Linked DNA regions of Gossypium hirsutum: region 1 is linked to region 2. A link is a contact called in public Hi-C data. All regions are on one chromosome and are shown on one strand. The core of a region is the stretch at or near the end of the contact, and the rest is flanking DNA. Distances in the headings are between cores, read along the strand shown. Region 1 holds the start of LOC107886305 (anthranilate synthase beta subunit 1, chloroplastic). Region 2 has its middle 26 kb from the start of LOC107887617.

Region 1 (3,730 bases), core at 187-2,686, 160 kb before region 2:
CTGAATCTAGTGATTTCTTGAAATCTTCAGATTTTATAGTTTTGGTCTTCCAAATTAGCACACAAGTAATTTAGAGAAGGTAGCTCTCTTTTTTTTTAAAATGGGATATTAAGAAAGTTACATATGTGTAATTTCGAGACCATAACTCTAATATATATAACTTTTGAACATTAACCATATTTTCTAATCTACCCATGATCAATTAGAAATTAATTATTAAAATATTTAGACATATTTGTTACTATTATTATATATGTGATATTTTGTTGAAAACAACATGAGGCGCAAGCTCATTCTACTCACTACTAATTCCTTGTGCACAAGTAATCCATATGGAATATATTAATAAATTCAATTGTGCATATGTTTTTAGTTAGGATTAATTAGGAAAATTAAATATAGACTTGGTTATTGTTATCTTTTTTTTTTTTTTTACTTCGAGGGAAACAAATATGATTCCATTTTTATTTATTTTTCTTTTAGGGTTTTAGTTGCCTGCAGGTTTCAATAGAAGAGAGTGAAATTTCGGAGTTTTTATTTTTTGTTTTTCTTTTATTATGAGTTACTAAACTTTTCTTTTTAATCAAAAAAGAAATTGATTTTTATTCTTTCTTACTAAATATTCATGTTTATTAAATGTAAATAACATATTTGATAGTTTGCAATTAAAATTTTTAAATTCGTAGTTATTTAATTATTTTAATATTTATGACAAATAACATGGTCGAATATATTATATAAATATATAAAATAATTTAAATGACTTTAATTGTATGTTTGTTGCTTGTTAGATGAATCTTTTATTGATAAATTATTATATTTTAAATTAAATCATAAATATATTTTTGAAAAATAATGAACAAATTTTACGTCATTATCGAAAATTTTGTTATTAATCAAACTAATGCATTTTGCCTTTAACTATATTCTTATTATATTGAATGATCAAGTTTTAATTACGATTTTCATTTTAGCAATTTTAATTTTATTTTTTCCTTTACTTTTTATTTTACACCTATTTATTTCACTATATACAAATTTTATTTTTGAGTCAATTTTGTTTGGTTGGATTTGATATTCATCATTATTAAATCACAAGGGTGAAATCCTGTATGAATTATATATTTAAAGAAAATATAAAAACTTAAATTAAATTTATAAATATTTATAATAATTTAATTTATTAAAATACCTATAATAATTATATTGAAGAAATTGATAAATTAATTTTAGATTAAAAAATAAATTAGTCATTTTGTTAATAATACTATCTATTTTTATTATTAAAAACTAGTCTGACTAACAAAATAATCAATGTTTATATATTATTTTGTTGTGTAAGGATCGGATTGCAATAATAGAAATAAACAAAATTTTCAACAAAATATTCCTTAATCTATAAATAAAAGTAGCAACAGGCTGGCTCCATGCCAATCATATTTTAGATTTCCCAATAAGAATTCAGATTTCCTTCCATAATCCATAGAAACAACGATTGAAGAGGATACAATTCACCATCCTAAAAAGAGTTGTCCAAATTACACTACACGTTTCCATTTCTGGATCTCAACACTGAACATTGAAAAGATGTTCCTATATAAACAAAATTCTCACTACTTGAATCATTCTCAGTCTTATTCTCCGAGAAACGGTGAACCTGAACTGCCCTTCCCACATTCTAATACTTTCACTCATTACTAGAAAAATGGCGGCTAATTTTATTACTCACTTATCTCTGGTTCATCCAAAACCTTCACTTTCTGCTAAATCCCTTCAAAACCCGTCTCTGTCTCACCTCTCCAAGCTCTCTCCTTCATCAAGTCTCTCTCTCTCTCTCTCTCTCTCTCTCTCTCTCTCTCTCTCTCTCTCTCGTACAGAGTATCACAGGGACGTTCTTTTTCTGGTTTGCTTTGCAGATGTTTGTTTTTTGCCAATCAAGAGAAGTGGGGTTGTGGGAAAACTCTCATTCGCATCGGCTGTATCGGATTCAACATCTTCAATTCCGGAAAACAAGAAAATCAGCAAGAATCCCATTATCGTCATTGACAATTATGATAGTTTCACCTACAATCTTTGCCAGGTTTAATTGCATCTTCAAAAATTTGTTTCCTTCTCTCTGTCTAATCTTTCGTCTTCTCTGAGTTTCCCTTGATTCTGAAACGCTGTTGATTGCCTAGAAATCTTTACGAAAACAATATAGAATTACTCGTTTCCAGTTTTCACTATGCGTGAGAATATAGGGAAGACTTGAGAATTTTATTAAAGTTAAGAAACCCAATTAACTTGACTATAATAGGAAGAAAGTACTTTATTAGATATGTTTTTTTCCTTATAATATATCATATATGTTTGTTTGTATGTATACATGCATGTATATGGTATAGAAACGTTGTAATTTCGTTATGGCTAATTGTCAATTGAAGGCAAATATGGTTTGTGGGTATCAACCAGAAAAATGATGTGTTGTGTTGAAAGTTACCTATACTGTGGTGATTTGAATTCGGCATCCTTTATAATGGAGGTCCAATTTGATGGTCTTGACCAATGAAATTCAGTACTCAACAGCAAGTGCAAAGTCTCTGGTCAGAGATTGCCACAATTGCAATAAAAAAAAGACTTTATCTTCCCTTTTTTTTATGGTAAGAAAAAATGTTGAGAAACAGACAGTATTAGGGAATAGAATTATATTTGACCACACGAATGTGGGGACCGTCCCTGCTTGATTCTTGTCTTTCTCCTTTTAAGAAGGTCTACTGTTCGTTTTTATCATCACCTTACGAAATGAATAATAGAATTTACATTACAGAATTTCCAGTACTTGAAATGTTGTTTCTTCATCATGTTGAATGTCCTCAGAGTTTACCTATAATTTTGTAGTATGTGGGAGGGCTTGGATGTCATTTTGAGGTTTATCGAAATGATGAGTTGACAGTAGAAGAGTTAAAAATGTAAGAACTAAGCTTCTTACTGCTGCAATGTGTTTTTATAATCCACTCATTTAACATGATGGTTACTTGGGTGGTGAATGATTACTTGTTAACATATAATCTCGAAATATTTGATTCAATAACGACACTTTTCTTGTATATTTGTAGGAAAAATCCTAGGGGAGTGCTTATCTCTCCTGGTCCAGGTAATAGTTTGTTATATATTTTTTTCAAACTATAAATAAATTAAACATGAGAATTTTCATATTTAAGCATTTGATGTATACTTTGTATTCTATCCTTCATATAGGAACACCCCAAGATTCTGGAATATCATTGAAAACAGTTTTGGAACTTGGACCTATTGTACCTTTGTTTGGTGTTTGTATGGGTTTGCAGTGCATCGGTGACGCTTTTGGAGGTGAGCATTCTAGGATACCTTAAGCAACTGTTGTTTATGCTAATAATGTTTCTACACAACACAATATTTATGCTAAGAAGGCTAAATTGACATTTATTTTTATTTGTTTATGAAAATCATGGAAGATTAGCTGCTTGCTGGTGGGATTTTAAAGGGATCTTTGACTTAATTGAAAATGCAGGAAAGATAATCCGATCTCCCTACGGTGTTATGCATGGCACAAGTTCTCTCGTGTATCATGATGAGAAGGGGGAAGATGGGTTGTTGGCTGGATTGTCAAAGTATGCATTACTTCTTCTAACGTGATTCTCGGTTTAAAATTCTTCAATTATGTTTTATCTGTAGTCAAACTATCAACTTGATCATATTTGTTTCTTAAGCT
Region 2 (3,408 bases), core at 422-2,921:
TTCTCTCGATCCTCCTGCACATTAGCAGTCAATTCTAACAATCAAATTAAATGAAAAAGCCTAATAACCATAAACAGCAAAGTATTTACCTTCCCAGACATCATGTCAAGTGATTCAATGTAAGAAATAGTTTCTTGAGAGAATAACACGGTAGCGTATTCATCTCGGAGACGAGAAGGTTCTCTCTGCATTGTCTTTATTGTCCAGCCATGTTGCTTCTCAAATTTCTCGCTCCCAGAATGTACCACTCTTTCTGCATAGGCCACCCCACTAAGCAATGGCCTCTCGAAAGCAGTTCTAGCAGTGTACTCCGCAAAGGTCTCCTGCATTTCTTGCAAAATAAGCCACAACCAACTCATATGTCATTCAGGATTTTCAAGACCAAAACTAAATTTTACAAACCTGATCGATAGCAGATGGATTCTTGTAGTAATGGAAAGTGGAGACAAGAAGGGCTAAGGCATGAACATGGTTAACACTAACACAGAACTGATCCTGCAACATCCTCGCCCTTTGGTCACACATGCTACTTAGTACTTCTTCCCTCCTCACGTTGTTGTCAGCATCCATTTTTTTGTAGATCCAAGTGCTGATAAAACCCATCACCATTACCCAAAGCAAAAGAAATTTTGGTAACCAAGCCCTGTTAGACTGAATAAATGTGTATCCTCTTTTGGTCCCCATTTGTTCATTCCCTTTGACAGCCACTGATTGGTGGTGATGGCTTTGCTGCAATTTAAGACCCATTACCAAATGCACAATACCATCTCAACTTGTTTTTCTTCTTCTTTCTTTGATACCCACTTCATATCTAAGCTTAACATGGACTCACCATACAAGGAAAGTTATCAATTCCCAGAGACAAGCATGAGTTCCAAAAGATGCAAAACAGCTCAAACTCCAAAAATATCTCATTAAATGAGGTTTTCTTTTTTTTCTCTTGCTATATTTAATAAAAAATGGGATTTCACAGAGGAACAACACTAATCATGTTAGCTTCCAAGCATGAAAGTGGTGTTTTAGTTTAAAGCAACAAAGGCAAATTGAGAAGAGCACCTTCACTGTTTATATTTTTTCTAAATTAAAATCAAATCCTGCAGATTGACCAGTAACAAATCTCGCAGCAGAGCACAAAAAGTAACGACCACAAATAAAGAAAAAAGAAAGAGAAAGATGTTTGGAGAAAGAAATGCGGGGGTCGTTTTGAAAGGGAACAGTGTTTTGCCTGTACATCATAGTACCTTGAATAATATATATCTAAAGAAATAAAGTAGAAAGGTTTTTTTCCCTTGGCTCTGCTTTGATCTGTTCTTCCTTTTTTCTTCTTTTTTTAGATTTATTTATGTTGTAGTAATAGTTTAATGCACATTTTATTTATGTATATTGCTTTCCCACTTTCTTCTTTGCTTTTCAAAGTAAAACTAGATCGAATTTTTAAGATTTTTGCAGATACGTTGTTGTCACTGTGTATCATAATTCAAAATTTATGAGTTTTGTTTTAGTAATTGGTGGAGAAAGAGAAGTTGGTAGAAATTTGAAAGAATGAAATAGAAGATGTTGATGGAATAAGTTGGAGATGAGCTGGGGACCAAAACCACAATATTTCATCATTCTTGTATTCACACTTTTACGTTTTTATTTTTTTATTTATTTATCAATCTTATCTTAAGACTTCTTACCGCGCCCACTCAATGTGTGTGGGAGATGTGGATGTCGGCCATGTGGGCTTGCTGCCACTGATGCCCCACAGGCATCATTTTCCCTTAAAAAATGCAATCTTTTGGGATTAATTTCATACGAGGTCCTCCATTTTTAATTTGGTTCTAAATTTCACAATACTTTTATTTTGTGCTTGGAATTCCATTTGTTATATAAATGGTATATATTATGAAAAAATTAATTGGATTTCAATGTAATATATATTTACAAAGTATAGAAACCATAATTATTAACACTCATAAATTCCTTACCATTTTTAAAATTACTGTTAAATAGGCTTTCATGAATTTCATAAATTGTAACACCCCTTATCCAAGTTCGACGCCGGGACATGATACAAGGTGTTACCGAACTTAAATACATACAAACATACACTTTCTAGATATGAAATTTCGCTCCAAATTAAAACTTTTCATAATGCCTTAATGTCCCTACTATAGGTTTACGAGGCCCCGAACACACTTTGAAATTGATTCGAGACTAATCAGTGCATTCTAGAAAACTTTGTAAAATTTTAAGTTGATAGGGGCACACGCCCGTGTGTCTTCTTAACATGGCCATGTTGAAGGCCTGTGCGACTCACACGGCCTGAACATATCGGGACACGCCCATGTCCCTAGCCCGTGCGAATTTATTTTTCGATTCGAACCTATAGAGGTATTCACACGGCCTAGCACACACCTGTGTCCATGGCCCGTGTCCTTCTCATGGCCATGACACGCCCGTGTCTCAGCCCGTGTACAAAAACATTGACATTCTGTTTCTAATATCATCAACTAATTAAGGGTACACGGCCAAGGCACACGCCCGTATGTTAGGCCGTGTCCTCCACACAGCTGAGACACACGGCCGTGTCTCTGCCCATATATTTACTACCATGCATAATGACTTGTAAAATTAAGGTGCAGGAGACACATGACTAGACTACACACTCATGAGGCAGACCATGTGTCAAACGCGGCTTAGACACACACCTGTGTGTCTCCCCGTGTGGACAAAAATAAGGCTATTTACCAAGCCTTTTTGCCACCCTTACTTGCACCAACCTACACAATATCAACCAAAACCAATCCAAGCATAACACATATAACCAAATCAACCACAACCATGAGAAATTTGCATCAAATGCATTTAATAATAATCAATATTAGCTAACATTAATGGCCTATACAAAATGAATATCACATCCATTATATGAGCCAACCCTTGTGGCTAAACTAACAAGACATTGAACAAAAGATTCAAGTCCTTATACATGCCAAAATCAAATGTTAAACTAGCTATACTAAAGGTTCAAGTGATAGTGTGATCGATGCCTCCGACGTCCCTTGATCTCCGATACTAGCTTGGTGGCACTGTAAGGAAATAGAAAGGAGAGGGAGTAAGCATAACGCTTAGTAAGTTGCATATAAGTAAGTAACTACATCAACCATGCATATTATAAATCCACACAACATTCTTGAGTGAACATGGGTAAATATCACTACATGCTTATATATATCGCAAGTATAAACTAAAGATTTCAATATCGTCCCAAGATCATTTTCATAACTAGAACTTACTCGCGTCATTCATAACTGACTCAAATCTCATGAGTTTCAAATAAGAACCTGTACCACTCACAACATGATTATATCATTCTATATCATTGTCATAAGCTTTTAAAATAGCCCGTGAAACCATTTGAAA

The links. Hi-C and Micro-C count contacts between places; a contact is called where the count stands out from the background.
Region 1: a contact with region 2 is called in a Hi-C map of leaf, with 4 times the contacts expected there. The contact joins the promoter of LOC107886305 here to the enhancer-like site in region 2. A contact is called at or near these places in 3 of 34 Hi-C or Micro-C datasets (all in leaf).

What each region holds. Positions count from the first base shown.
Region 1 is chrA03:74,280,385-74,284,114 of Gossypium_hirsutum_v2.1, reverse strand. It overlaps LOC107886305 (anthranilate synthase beta subunit 1, chloroplastic), which reads left to right and starts at 1,436. Exons shown (of 8, transcript XM_041099097.1): 1 at 1,436-1,820; 2 at 1,917-2,080; 3 at 2,878-2,948; 4 at 3,096-3,133; 5 at 3,238-3,348; 6 at 3,530-3,629. The coding sequence starts at 1,706.
Region 2 is chrA03:74,118,269-74,121,676 of Gossypium_hirsutum_v2.1, reverse strand. It overlaps the pseudogene LOC107886302. Among protein-coding and RNA genes, the nearest start is that of LOC107887617, 26 kb to the right of the region's middle. Within about 2 kb of position 1,671, at least 8 of the 9 cell types and tissues checked have an H3K27ac peak or open chromatin away from gene starts, as enhancers often do. A contact at or near this core is called in leaf, where this site is marked.